Regions from separate parts of the Mus musculus genome. Here regions 1 and 2 are each linked to region 3. Evidence: chromatin contacts called from public HiChIP or PLAC-seq and promoter capture Hi-C data. All regions are on one chromosome and are shown on one strand. Each heading gives the region's core, a stretch centred on a gene start, on an enhancer-like site or on the middle of the called end of the contact. The rest is flanking DNA. Distances are from core to core; before and after follow the strand shown.

What was found. Promoter capture Hi-C pulls out the DNA fragments that hold promoters and counts their contacts. HiChIP or PLAC-seq counts read pairs in DNA pulled down with a chosen protein or histone mark.
Region 1: an HNF4G HiChIP or PLAC-seq map of pancreatic cancer cells shows a contact between it and region 3. The contact joins the promoter of Plpbp here to the promoter of Fnta in region 3. A contact is called at or near these places in 6 of 39 promoter capture datasets (the 3T3-L1 cell line, embryonic stem cells, hippocampal neurons and 3 more), 3 of 484 Hi-C or Micro-C datasets (B cells, cortical neurons and myeloid progenitors), 4 of 115 datasets of contacts at active chromatin or transcription factors (astrocytes, embryonic stem cells, pancreatic cancer cells and 1 more) and 1 of 9 other capture datasets (liver).
Region 2: a promoter capture Hi-C map of hematopoietic stem and progenitor cells shows a contact between it and region 3. The contact joins the promoter of Erlin2 here to the promoter of Fnta in region 3. A contact is called at or near these places in 11 of 39 promoter capture datasets (the 3T3-L1 cell line, 3T3-L1-derived adipocytes, the C10 cell line and 8 more), 1 of 484 Hi-C or Micro-C datasets (myeloid progenitors), 6 of 115 datasets of contacts at active chromatin or transcription factors (cardiomyocytes, large pre-B cells, oligodendrocyte precursor cells and 3 more) and 2 of 9 other capture datasets (embryonic stem cells and liver).

The regions. Positions count from the first base shown.
Region 1 is chr8:27,040,355-27,044,994 of GRCm38.p6, forward strand. Plpbp (pyridoxal phosphate binding protein) reads left to right here and starts at 2,201. Exons shown (of 8, transcript NM_054057.4): 1 at 2,201-2,359. The coding sequence starts at 2,261.
Region 2 is chr8:27,021,808-27,026,313 of GRCm38.p6, forward strand. It overlaps Erlin2 (ER lipid raft associated 2), which reads left to right and starts at 2,012. Exons shown (of 12, transcript NM_153592.3): 1 at 2,012-2,099; 2 at 3,250-3,371. The coding sequence starts at 3,265.
Region 3 is chr8:26,012,869-26,016,976 of GRCm38.p6, forward strand. It overlaps Fnta (farnesyltransferase, CAAX box, alpha), which reads right to left and starts at 2,742. Exons shown (of 9, transcript NM_008033.4): 1 at 2,513-2,742; 2 at 602-687. The coding sequence starts at 2,712.

The DNA.
Region 1 (4,640 bases), core at 951-3,450, 1.0 Mb after region 3:
ATGTTTTTCTTACACTGTGCTTCCTTTCTTTTTGAAAATGGTTCTTTCACAATTTGCACTTTGACCATAACCCCCACACACACATTAGCATCTTAATCCCTTACCCTCCCATCAAACTTTTCTTCCCATCAAGCCCCCTTCTTACTTAAAAAAAAAAATTCACTAAAACTGAGTTTACTTAATGAATTATGTTATTTTTCTTTACTATTTATCTATTCACTTTATATTCCAATATCAGCCCCTTCTCTCTTCCCAGGCCCCCCACACACACACACACACAGCTCCTCCCTCCATTCTTCCTTCCCCCTTCCTATGAAAAGGGGGCAGCCTTCCCTAGATATCACCCCTCTGGCACATCATCCTGTTCCCCTACGTTTTATTTTTCTTTTAAGTAGGGTTGCTTGCATAAGCCTGAGCTGTGAGTTATTTAGGCAAGGGCAACTTTCTAGTAGCAACACCACTGAGAAATATGGCTCCCCTTCCTCAGTAAGCACAGCTGTCCCACGATCCTCAGGAGCTCCCGCCTCATTCACAGCCCCAGTCCTGCACAGGTGACCACAGCTGTCGCCGTTGGTAATGGGCACAGGAGATATAGCAGTTCACACTACACCTCCCTACTACCCTCTGGCTCTTAGTTTTGTTTTGTTTTTTTCCATATCCCCCCCCTCTTCCAAGAGGTTCTTTGAACCTTGAAGGAGGTAGCACAGATGCTCTGATAGGGTTCAATAGTCATTTATTTTGAGCACTTTGACCAGTTGTGACTCTGTTAATCATTATCCATTGTAACACAAACAGCTTCTTTATCCAAGGCTGAGGTCAGCACTAACCTGTGGATATAAATATTCTGAAGACAGTTTGCTGCCATGTCCATTTAGCAAAACAGTAGTAGTAGGTTCTGTGTGTGTTTATGTATATGTGCAGATAGGTAGGTAGGTAGGTAGGTAGGTAGGTAGGTAGATAGATAGATAGATAGATAGATAGATAGATAGATAGATAGATAGAGGCCCCACCCTAAATCTGTAGTATTTATAGGTCTCATTTTTACATCTGTGTACATATGTATGTATACATCCTTGTGCATGCGCACATGCTCAGACACCCTGGCATTCATGTGGAGATCTGCAGGAGTCTGCTTTCTCCTTCCACCATATGACTTTGGACAGCAAGCGCCTCTGACCCCTGACCTGTCTTATCACCTTCAATTTTTTGAAGCAGAGCATCTCTTTGACTTCACGTCCATCCCAGCCTTCACGAACCCTTTAAACTTGACCCACTTATTCCTGACTAGTACTTCCCAACTGCAGCTCCACAGCCAGCTTCTCATTAGGCTCACTCTGTAACAGCCTTCTGGGCCCTTTCAGGTTTTGGGGTTTTTTTCACTGTGGTGACAGCAGTATATGAAGAGGCATTTACCTTCAATATCATTACTCCTAAAGTCTGGGAATGGAGAGAGAGCACTTACTGCTCTTATAGAGGTTCAGAACCCAGCACCCATCTATCCACTCATCAGTTCCAGAGAGTTCTATGCCCTCCTCTGACCTCTGTGGCAGTTCACAGACTTAACGTTCAGGGGAAACACCCACACAACAAAAATATAAATAAAAATATTTAAATTAAAAGGGGGCTGGAGAGATGGATCAGTAGTCAAGTGCACCTGTTGCTCTTGCAAAGGACCAGAATTCTGTCCCCAGCACACATGATGGCTCACAACCATCAGGTCGAGATCCAAAACTCTCCTGGCCATGGCACCACAGATACGACGGTGCATGCACATACATACATGAGGACAAAACAAATCAACGCACATAAAATAAATATTTTAAAAAAGAAATAATAGCTGGGCAGTGGTGGCACACGCCTTTAGACCCAGCACTTGGGATTTCAAGGCCACCCTGATCTAGAGAATGAGTTCCAGGACAGCCAGGACACAGAGAAGCCCTGTCTCGAAAGAAATTTAAAAATGGGAAGGAGAGGGGAGGGAAGGGAAAGGAAAAGAAGAAAGGAAAAAGGAAAGGAACGGAACGGATGAATGAAAGTTACTTTAATGTCTTGGTTTATACCGGCCCGCCCAGCCCTTGAACTCCCTAGGAGGCTTTCAGTCCGGGTAACCTCCGCCTTCCCCAAGATGGCGCCCGCCTGGGTGGCCAACCTCCGCTGGGGAAGTGGCTGGATGGTGAGCGGCGATTGGACCTCTCAGGAAGGGGGCGGGACCGGAAGGTGGGCTCGGTGAGTCGCGGGTCCTCCGGGCATCCTCTTGGGAATGTTGAGAGGTGGCAGCATGACGGCGGAGCTGGGAGTCGGGTTCGCGCTGCGGGCCGTGAACGAGCGAGTCCAGCAGAGTGTGGCGCGGCGGCCGCGGGTGAGGACCGGCGGAAGGGCACTGGGGAGGGCTGGAAGGGGGACACCTACGTGGGACGAGGTGTCACGGTGACGCAGAAGGGGCTCCCGGAGGGGCGGGGGCTGCAGAGGGGATCGCTGGGTTTCCATGGCGGTCGGTCTGGCCTTGAGGATCGGGACTTGCCGGGAGGTTGGCTTGGTTGGAGAAAGGTGTTCATTTAGGGCAAGTGACTCGTATCCAGGCGTCTCGCCATTCGTCATTGCCCTCGGTACCACCACGCCATTCGTCACCACGGTACTAGAGCCCTGGGAGGGCCGTGTCCACCCGCGATCACGTGCGTTGCGGCGGCCGCGAGCCGTGGTCTAGCTGCGCGTGAACTTGACACACACAGAGCGGGCGGGAGCTGTCAGGTGCCCTGTCACAAGCGTTTGTTATTTTCGTATGGTTGTTATGTCCCCCATTGGACTTCTAGACCGGTGCCAGTATCTGCTTTTCTCCATGCAAATTAAGCTACGTTATGTGAAGTGAGACAGAAAAAAAAAAAAAATCAAACACCTTTCCTTTCTGATCTAGTGTTCATGGTCTGAGATTTCAAAATGATGCCTGAAAACCGAAGGCTGAATTAACATAGTCTTCTCTTACCTGATGTCTGGGCATGTCCAGTTAACTACTCTAGCCCTAGCTAGGGTTCCTCACAGGGGAAGGAAATTAAGAGAGCCTTGGGAGTTCCTACCACCTTCCTGGTACCGGAGTTCTCGGGATTTCCCTAATGCAGCCCGCCTCGGGAGTTAGGCCTGCTTGACCGATTTGTCTCTGGAAGCCTCCAGTTAGTTCATCATCACACTAGGAATTAGACACAGTCAGTCCCTCAGAAGGAGGCAGCAGGAGACCGTGTGGTAATTGATGTGACGTCTCCAAGTCCTTGAGAGCACTGTGGTTCTGTGACAGTCTCAGAAACGGTGGGGTAGACGTAAGGAAAGCAGGGAAACCCTTCATTTTATGTAATGGATGTGAGGAGACTTTGCGTGAATCTAATCCTGAACACTGAGTTGTGGGTGTCTCGTTGTCAACTCTGCTGACTGTTGGTTGATTCATAGACTGAACAAGGCAGTGTATGTCTTTATCTCAATTGAGCCTCTTCCAGGGTGAGTGGAAGCGTTATTAATAATTACATCAGGACCAAAATGAGTTTCTAAACTATTTACCTTCGTGTATCAGAAGCCAGAAGTGACCTCCCTGCTAAACAGGATGTTGCCTTCCCTTCATGAAGGATGCTGCTGGGTTTTGTTTTACTTTGTTTGTATGGGTTTTTTTGGTGCTAAGGATACAACTCAGAACCTCACAAATGCTAAGCAGACCTTATGCCACTGTTACTGTATCCTTGATAAAAAATTTGTGTGTGTGTTACATTTATGTATGTACAAGTATGTGTGAATATGTGTTATATGCATGTATGTACAAGTGCATGTGTGTTATGTGCATGTATATATAAGTGTGTGTATATATATATGTGTTATGTGCATGTATGTACAAGTGCCTGTGTGTTATATGCATGCATGTACAAGTACATGTGTTTGTGTACACGGTATACTCATATGTGCAAGTGCACATGCCATGAGTGCACACGTGGAAGCCAGAGGTTGATGTCAGGCATCTTTCTCTATCGCCCTCCACTTTATGCTTTGACACCCTGCATCTGGAGCTAGCCAGACAGCCAGCCCCAAGGATCCACCTGTCTTGCCCCCATCCCCACCCTGCCACTGGGATGACAGACAAGGGGTACAAAACTTGCTTTTTATATGAATATTGGAGTCTAAACTAAGGCCCTCATGCCTACTTAGCTACCATTTTCCCACCAAGCCATCTTACTCACTGCAAACCCTTAAACCTCCAGCACTGATTGACATGCAAAGGAAATCCGCAGGCAGGGTTGGAGCTCCGTGGTGTAGCACCTGTCTCATGTGCCCAAACTCCAGGGCTCTATATTCAGTACCAAAAAGAAAAAAGGAGAGTGGATCTTATTAGTGCCAAGCTGAGATCTAGGCCGGTCTATTTTACAATGTGTGTTATGTTGGTAGTGGTGGTGTTTGTTTGTTTGTTTTGTTTGTTTGTTTGTTTGTTTGTTTTGTAATGCAGGGTTTCTCTGTATACCACTGGGATGTTCTGGAACTCACTTTGTAGGCCTTGCTGGCCTTGGAACTCAGAGATTTGCCTGTCTCTGCCTCCTGAGTGCTGGGATTAAAGGTGTTTGCTACCACGACCTGGCTCTACAATGTGTATCTAACTGGGACAAGATTCCACA
Region 2 (4,506 bases), core at 762-3,261, 1.0 Mb after region 3:
CACTATTGCCCATGTTCGTTGGTCTAAAAATGGGCCAAGGCCAGTTTCCTGCTCTGGAATGGCCTCCAGAGACCCAAGTTTCACTGGAATTAAATTCCCAAGCGTTTCCAGAGAGAAGAATAAAAGACTCCTGAAGCTGAGTCAAATTCCCAGGACACTGCTACAAACAAACAGACCCTTTACCCACATCACATGCCTGTCGAGCAGAGAAATGGCTGAAGTTGGGTGTAGCTCCAGAAATAAATAGCAAAGACTAGCCTCTCATGTACTGGAGGTCTCATTAGAGAGTAAGAGCAAGAAAGCTTACCAGTTCGGCAAATGAGGACTCCAGACTAAAACCTCCGTTCCCCTCACATATCAATGAGGCTGTTAGGAACTGTGGCTCCTAGACTGGGTGACGTCTCCAGTAAGGGACCTGACCTGCTTGCTGTTTCACCTTAGTGATCACTAAGGACAGAGTGGTGCTTGGGAGGGAAAGAAAGGTGAGAGACTGGAGTTTGGGGATAGGAGAGAGGTGAAGAAAGGGCTCTGGTACCAACATGTAAGAATATGTAAGAGTTGTTTGTAAGGAGAAACAAACACTGAGACTCCAGATGACCTCAAACAGCTGTGGGAGGCTTTATTTATTGTCGGAGAGGTAGATTGTCTAGTTTGGACCACACTCTGACCAGGGCACAGGACCCAGTCACTCAGGAACCAGAGTCCAGGAGAAGGCAGGTCACATGCTTCAAGCCTCAGGTTTTGTAGCTAAGAATCGGGAAGTGGGAGGGGGATCTTTAGGGGCAGAATGGGGAGTTTGCTGGGTCCCTTAGACAAGCTGTTTTGAAACTACTTGGTCTGTTGTCTTCTTCTGCAGCCACTGGGTGTCTGGGATTGGGGGCAGCTGCTTTTCTTCTGCTGTCACCAAACATCTGGCTTCCCGGAACTTTGAATTCAGTTTCAGTGCCTTGGCTTTTGGGAGAAGACAAAGGGGTTCCTTTACTCTTCTTTTCCTGAGTCCTAAAATCGTCGGACATTGACCACTGGCCATCTACTGTACGGAAAAGCCTTTTCATGTACTAAAAGCAGGAGTTAAAGTGGGCACTTCCTGGCCTGCAAACAAAATGACTGCAGTGGCCGGTTTAGAAATTTCCTGCTAAAGAAGCAGATTGGGGATAGAGGACAGCCATAAAGCCCTTAGTTCCAGCCCCAGGACAAAACGGAGAAAAGGCCCAGTATGAATGTCCAAAGGTAACGCTATGGCAGGGTGAGGTCATGTGAGGGCTTTAGGCTAGGAAAAACGTTTTCTTCCTGGTCTGCTATACCCCCCCGGGGGGGGGGGGGTGCAGATGACAGACAAAAGCTCACCATGGCATGTGTTAAGCAAGACAGGAAGCCCGAACTATTAAGGAAATGCTAAGTTTTCAACAACTGCTGTTGACCTCAGCACTCACAGATTTCAGAATCCGTTCATTAAAAATCGGAACAATAATTCCTTGTTAATTACTTTATGTTGCTGTGGGGACCTCAAGGCCAAACAAAGCTCTCAGAAAAGTATAAAGGGCAACTCAGAGTAGGACTGTTGACTGGCGACGTCATAATCTGCACCTTTGAAAGTTTCCTTCGGCTAATGCAGCAGGAAAAGAAGCGAGCAGAAGGACAAGAACGCTGCATCGCATTGATCCCGGCTCCGGAAGAAGAAAAGAAATCCAGCTCGGACTTGAAGCGAAGGAGAATCTCTAGCAACCTCCGAAGCCAGCGCCTCGGAAGGTGATACCAGAGCCTTGGTGTCCGGAGCCCGCTCTGCCAGCCCTGGGCATCCTAAAACCCGCAAGCCTAGGTGCGCAGCCAGTGTGCCAGCTCGCGAGCGTCCCCTGGCGCCACCGCCGAACACTGCGGCTCGCAGCGCGAGGGGGCGGAGCGGCCGGACGAGCACAGGGGTGTGGTGTGGGCGGGGTCTTCTTTTTATTTATTTATTTTTTTTATTTTTTGCGCGCGCGCGGACTGATGGCGTCATCGAAGCGACTGGCCCGGAAGGAAGTAGGGTGCTGAGGGGTGTGGCGGTTTCTACGGTTGCACGGGGGTTCGGCTGTGTACGGAGCGCCTGGAGGGACAGCCTGGTACGCGGCCGCCGCCCCTCCGTGCACGCTCGGCATCGCTGAGGCTCGGGGGGTGGGCGCGGCTGGAGCTGACGTCCTGAGCCCCCTCAGCTCGCCCACCCGGGAGTCCAGTCCCCTGCCCACGGGTCCGAGCGGAAGCTCTCGGCCGTGTCTGCCTCGCGGAGGAGGGCGGGGAAAGGGCAAGAGGTGGCTTTGGGGTGGTAGTGAGGACATTTGCAGAGAGGACACTCCTGCTGCTCGGTAGCTGAAGGCCGCTACGGTAAAAAATAAGTAAATTAGTCAGACCTGAGAGGTGGACTCCGTGCCCTGTGCCCGGTGTGCACGTCCGTCACTGTAGTGTTTTCCAGATCCTTCAGGGTTCAGGAAATGAGTGTCTACATGTAACTCTGTGGCATCTGGGACCCTGGACATTTGGGGACATCCCACCCCACCCCACCCCACCCTCACTTCGGAGTAGTCCAGAGTCTCCAGCCTGAGACATTTCCAGTTTCCTATAACCATGGGGCTTGCGGGGGCAAAGGATATGGGAGAATGTGTTACAGTTTTACATAGAGATCTGTCCCGTTTAAGTCCAAAGGAACAACAGAGAAGGTGGAGGACAGATCAGAGAGAGAATCCTACGTCGGAACTCAGTTGCTTGCTCTTCTCTCTCTCCCTCCCTCCCTCTCTCTCTTCCCCCCCTCAGGGTCCTAAGGGAATGACTGGTGGTTTCCTTCGAAATGGCAGGCAATTAGAAGTAGGAGGCTCTGACCAGAAATACATAGCCACAGCTGCCTGTCATTTGACATCCTCTGTAATTTGGGCCAGCACCCTGCAGCTGCCTCTCTTCCTTACAAGTATAAATGGCTCTGTTGACAACATGTTAACGTGAAGGGGAGAGAAGGCTGTGTTTTGAACCTTGCCCAAATGGCACCAAATCTCTCTTAGGTATAGCTGTTTCTGGAGCTAATGCCCCCTTGCTTCAATGGGAATTATACTTCCACAGTTAAGGAACGGAATGTTGACTGAGAACAAGGACACAGTGAGTTGTAGATCTGGCAAGTAGTGTGTGTGTGTTACAGCAGGCTGCCCCAGAATCACTTTACGTGAGCTTCAGCTTGGTGGCTCTCCTGTACGTCAGGCTACACATTGTCCCATATCTTCTCTCTAGGATACAGGTTCACTGATGGCTCAGTTGGGAGCTGTTGTGGCCGTGGCTTCCAGTTTCTTTTGTGCATCTCTCTTCTCAGCTGTGCACAAGATAGAAGAGGGACATATTGGAGTATATTACAGGTAAGGCAGAGACAGATGGCTCCCTCACCGCTTATAAGGTGCACGCGTGTCTTTATTTAAGTCTATAAACTTAAAACTGCCTTTAGTATTTTAAGGTGCTGCTGATATGAATTTGTGGGTTTAAAAGCAAAATCTGAAGGAACCATTGCTCTTCCAAGATCATCTCTTGACATAGTTTTCTCTTTCATCACCTGAAGAATCTTGTCTCCACCCTGCAAGGCTGCTTCTCCAAAAGTTGGCACAGTCCCAGTGCTTGATGGCAACTTGAGAAGTGTACTCTGCTAACTTGAGAGACTGTTTTAAAGTGAATGTTTCAAAAAAAATGTAAAGGCTCTAAGGATGATTTGTATCAGGGCAGCTTTCGGGGAATGACTCCTAAATGATCTCGAATTACTTTCTTTCCAGTGGCTTTTGTGACCAAGGTTTTCATTGTAGGTTTTAGAAGGGGAATTTGCGTGACTAATTGTTTGGTTTGTGGTGCTGAGGATCAGAGTCACAGGCTAATGCATGCTGGGTAATTGCCCTACCACTAAATATACCCCCAGCCCTTGCTGTAAGCCTATATGACACCACCACCACCCCCTCTGAGACAGGGTCTCGCTATGTAGCTCTGGCTTGCCTGGAATGCTCTACGTAGACCAGACTGACTTGAACTCAGATCTTCCTGCCTCTGCTTCCGAGGTGTTAGGATTAAAGGGGTGTGCCAATATGTTCATCTTGACCCCTCCTCATATATGAGCCCTGTAATACTTATTTGTGGACTGCCAGTAGCAAGCTCTAAATGATCATTAAATGAGAGTTGTAGCTCTGTGGAAAAGCTTCTGACTAACATACTCAAGACCTGGAGTTTAAGAACATACATTAAAAAAAGAAATGGAAACTTTTATTGAGTTTCCTGTCTTTGGTAATTTATCTCCACCATTCTGCTTTCGTGTCCCCCAAAAGCTTTGAATTTTGTCAGTCATGTACAACTTGATTAGGACTATATGTCAAATATATATATTATATATATATTATGTGTATTGAAATGACTTTAAAATTATTCTTGAACCAGTATAGTGGCTCAGCACCAGTAATTCCCCACTTGGGTTAGGGCTAAGGCAAGAAGATTACTATGAGTTTTAGGTCAGCCTGG
Region 3 (4,108 bases), core at 1,492-3,991:
GTTACCATGACTTCATAATCAGTAAATGCATCAATAAATTATTTTGGCAAAAAGAAATGATCTTAGAAAACAAAGCATTAACTGGGAGTAAAAAATTTACACATGCAAACATACAAACACATAAAATTCCAAAAATAACACTACATCTATTTACCCTTGCTGAGAAGAACAATCAACATCTGTATGACCTCCTAGTTACAGAAGAGTTCACATTCATGGTAAGAAAAGGCTACTTTGTTAAAGAAAACATCACTGCATACATTTTAACCGAGGCGTGCACTACACAGCTAAAATACATTTTAAAATGATGGTACTTGAACAACTAAAGCTTATTTTAGACAAAACAGTAATCCATCTGTTATACTTTAAATGCAAATTAAAAGCACAATGATACAATAGCTAGTATGTATTATAATGTAACATTCATTGCTTTGACTATCTCCATCTCCTAAATAAAATACAAAGACAAATAAATGACAAAGAAGATATTAACTCAGCAAAGTAATTCAGGTTCTTAGTAAACAAAAATCTCTCACTTTTCTTATTATATGGTTGTAAATTTCAACTTTGTTAGCTATTTTCCTAATAAATGTAAACTTACACTTTTCACTGTAGATGATCTGGACCACTGGGTTAGGGCCGTCATTCTGGGGCACTGGGTCTATATCAGCCCATTCTGCTCTGTCCCTGAAAACAGACATGTTCCCCATGATTATATGCAAACATGTTAGACGAAAAACAATTCTGGTGCTTTTTTGTTTTTTGTTTCTGTTTGTTTTTAATTGGTAATAATCATTCAATCAAATGGAGATCTTAATGGTTGGACATACACAAGGCACACACACACATACAGTAAAATACTTTTCTTTCTTTCTTTTTTTTTTTTTTTTTTTTTTTTTTTTTGGTTTTTCGAAAACAAGGTTTTCTCTGTGTAGCCTTGGAACTTGCTCTGTGGACCAGGCTGGTTTTGAACTCACAAAAGATCCACCTGCCCCTGCCTCCCGAGTGCTGGGACTAAAGGTATGCACCACCACCAACTGGCTGAAAACGCCTATTTTTAAAAAATAAAAGTTAATAAATCAACAATTTCAAATTTATGGTGTGGCAAAATGTGGTCTTCTAGAAAGTATCCAAGGTTTAACTTAAAAATTAGCCTCCCCCATTTACTTAGTAAGATTCTGGAGTTAGTATTTTTTTTTTAAACATGCATTTTAGTAGGAACTAACCTTTTAAACTCAAATTAGGACTGGGGATGTATCTCAGGAGGTAGAACACAGGCGCAAAGTCCTACATGTGATACTTCAACACTCCCCCCAAAGTCCAAGGAAGCATTATGAGTTATTGTCACTACAGAGGGACTTGTTAGGCAGAGGGAGGGCCTGGCATGTGGAGATGCCTGCCTAGCATGAGGGAGAGAAGGCTCTGGAATCTGACAGTTGCCTAAGCCAGAATATTAGCTTTACAACTTCCTGTGTGAAGTCATTAATCTGCCTGGATGTTGGTTTCTTCATTTATAAGATGAAGATAATGTTACCAGTCAACTTTGGAAGGCAACTTTGAGAAGGAATAATTTTGAGTACTTAAAACCTGCATAGCATACTGTATGCATGCTAACAATCCAGGGAACAGTCTCAAAACAACAGTATGACTGCAACAACTGGCACTTCTGGAGACTTCCATGAACTGCTCAGTGTGGCCAGCCTTGACTTACATTCTTTTCTTCTTCTCTATACTAATCAGTTACTGACAGCAGACATTTGTGGTACGCAGTTAACCTTGAAATTGCATCCCTTATGTAAGAATATGGGGAAAAGAATGACCTGCTAATTTTATATATATATATATATATACATATGTATGTATATATGTATATATATATATCCTATAGTTTGGAGAGAGGCACGGCAAACACGGTCATTTAGTTCTTCGGAAATCAGCCATCCGAAGAACATAATTCATAAATCAGAGGAAAGTTCTGAAGCTATGGGACCCCACAACCAATCTCAAGTCATCCAACTGCAGAAACCTCTATAATGCCTTTCACTCATTCCTGAAAGCCTGGCAAATGAGTCACCTAAAGGGTTTAGGTAGAACTACAAAAAACAGTAAGTACTTTTTGACAAGGAACTAGGGGACATGGAAAGGAAGACAGAAGGGATGTGCACAGTGGCCAAGATGAAGGAAAGGCAGGAAAGTTCTCTCCAGGCAGCAGAAGGCACGCAAAGGCCCGACAGTGTTTGTAAAGAGCAGATCTGGCCGCTTAAGTGACATTATCCCATAGCGAGCTGTCAAAAGGGCGCCTTTCGGATGATGCACGGCTCTCAGCAGGGCAGCACTGCGGGACCACGGAAGTGTCACCGCACCCTAGCTTCAGAAGAGCGCCGCCGCAGCCTGCGGCCACCCGGGGCTGCGCGGCGCGGACTCGGAGGGCGCCCCCGTCCGCCGAGCTGCGTCGTCGTCGCTCGCACTCAGCCCCGGGCCTCTGGCGCCGCGGCCCGCAGGAGGGCGTTACCTGTACAAGACATAGGTGGGCGAGTCCAGGCTCAGAAACCCGTCGTCCATAGGGGACGCCGCCGCTTCCCCGGCCTCAGCCGCCATCTCTTCTTCCTGCGGCTGCTGTGCTGGCGGCGGCGGAGGCGGGGGCGGCGGCTGCTCCGGCTGTCCCGGCTCGCCGCCTGCCGCAGATTCCCCGACCCCCTCGGTGGCCGCCATCTCGCCTCCGTCCGCAGCAGAGGTGGTGGTGGAGGCCCCGCCCCCTCCGCGGCCCGCCCCGCCCCCGGCGAGGCCCACTTCCGGTTCCTCGGGTCCTACCATAGAGGCGTGGGGTAGAGGGCCCGGCCCGGAGGCCTGGCCTGAATACCTACTGTCCTCGCTGCTGTGTTTCCAGGGCCCCCTTCCCGAATGCAGGTTTTCAGAGGCCTTTAGGTGCTAATTGGCAAGCAGTGTTATTAGTTGTTGTTTCCTTTGTTGGGTAACTTTTCTGTTTCCTTGCTTTTGTTTCTTTTTCAACGCTTAGGATGGAACCGGAAGACTTGCACATGCTAGGCATGTGCTCTACCACTGAGTTACATCTCCAGTCCCCAGCGGCCCCCTTCTTTTGGACCATCTTAGGAGTGTGAAGAATTGCAAACGGTGCACAGCCAGCCACCTCTTTCCCCCCTCAGGCTTCCACTTTAACCTTAAAAGGGTCTTTACATTCTTTCACACTTTACATGTTTTTCAGTGCTAGGCGTTTATATAATCCTATAATAAAATAGCAGCATTTTATTAATCCGGGGGGTGTCTTTGGAATTAAATTTGGATCTGTGCAGAACTCCTTTCTAAATATAGAGAATAGATATATTCAATTAACAAATATTTACTATACAATAGGCACCAGGTTCATTCGCAGCAGCGCAAAGACCATAGTGTCTGGTCACCATATATTCTAGGGAAGGTTCTTAAATCAGAACCGATTGAGGCAAAGTGGGAATAAAAGAGACAAATGTCTTTATAAGCATACTGTCCTTTAATTAGAAAAAAATCCAAGGATGGTCATGGGCCTTGGAGGTTTTATAGGGTAGAAAAGGGACTTTTGGGATTCCAACAGAGGTCGGTATGTGATCTTAGCTGAAGTTTCCCCACATCCTAATAGCCCACAGGTGTTATCAGTCAAACCAACTTTTCTGTGCTGAGTTTCTCAGTGCAGCTGTGCTAGTGATCAAACCCAGGATTTAGAAATGCTAGTATTGGCTGGGCAGTGGTGGCACATGCCTGTAATCCCAGCACTTAGGCAGAGGGGCAGAGGCAGAGGCGCAGAGGCAGAGGCAGAGGGGCAGAGGCAGAGGGGCAGAGGCAGAGGGGCAGAGGCAGAGGCAGAGGCAGAGGGGCAGAGGCAGAGGCAGAGGGGCAGAGGCAGAGGCAGGTGGATATATTATTTACTCATTACCTTGTGGTTTGTGTGTGTGTGTGTGTGTGAGAGAGAGAGAGAGAGAGAGAGAGAGAGAGAGAGAGAGAGAGAGAGAGAGAGAGAGAGAGAGAGAGAGAGAGAGAGAGAGAGAGAGAGAGAGAGAGACTGAGACTTACCTGCCAGAAGGGAGCCCACCTTTGGGGGAACTTAAAAGAAATT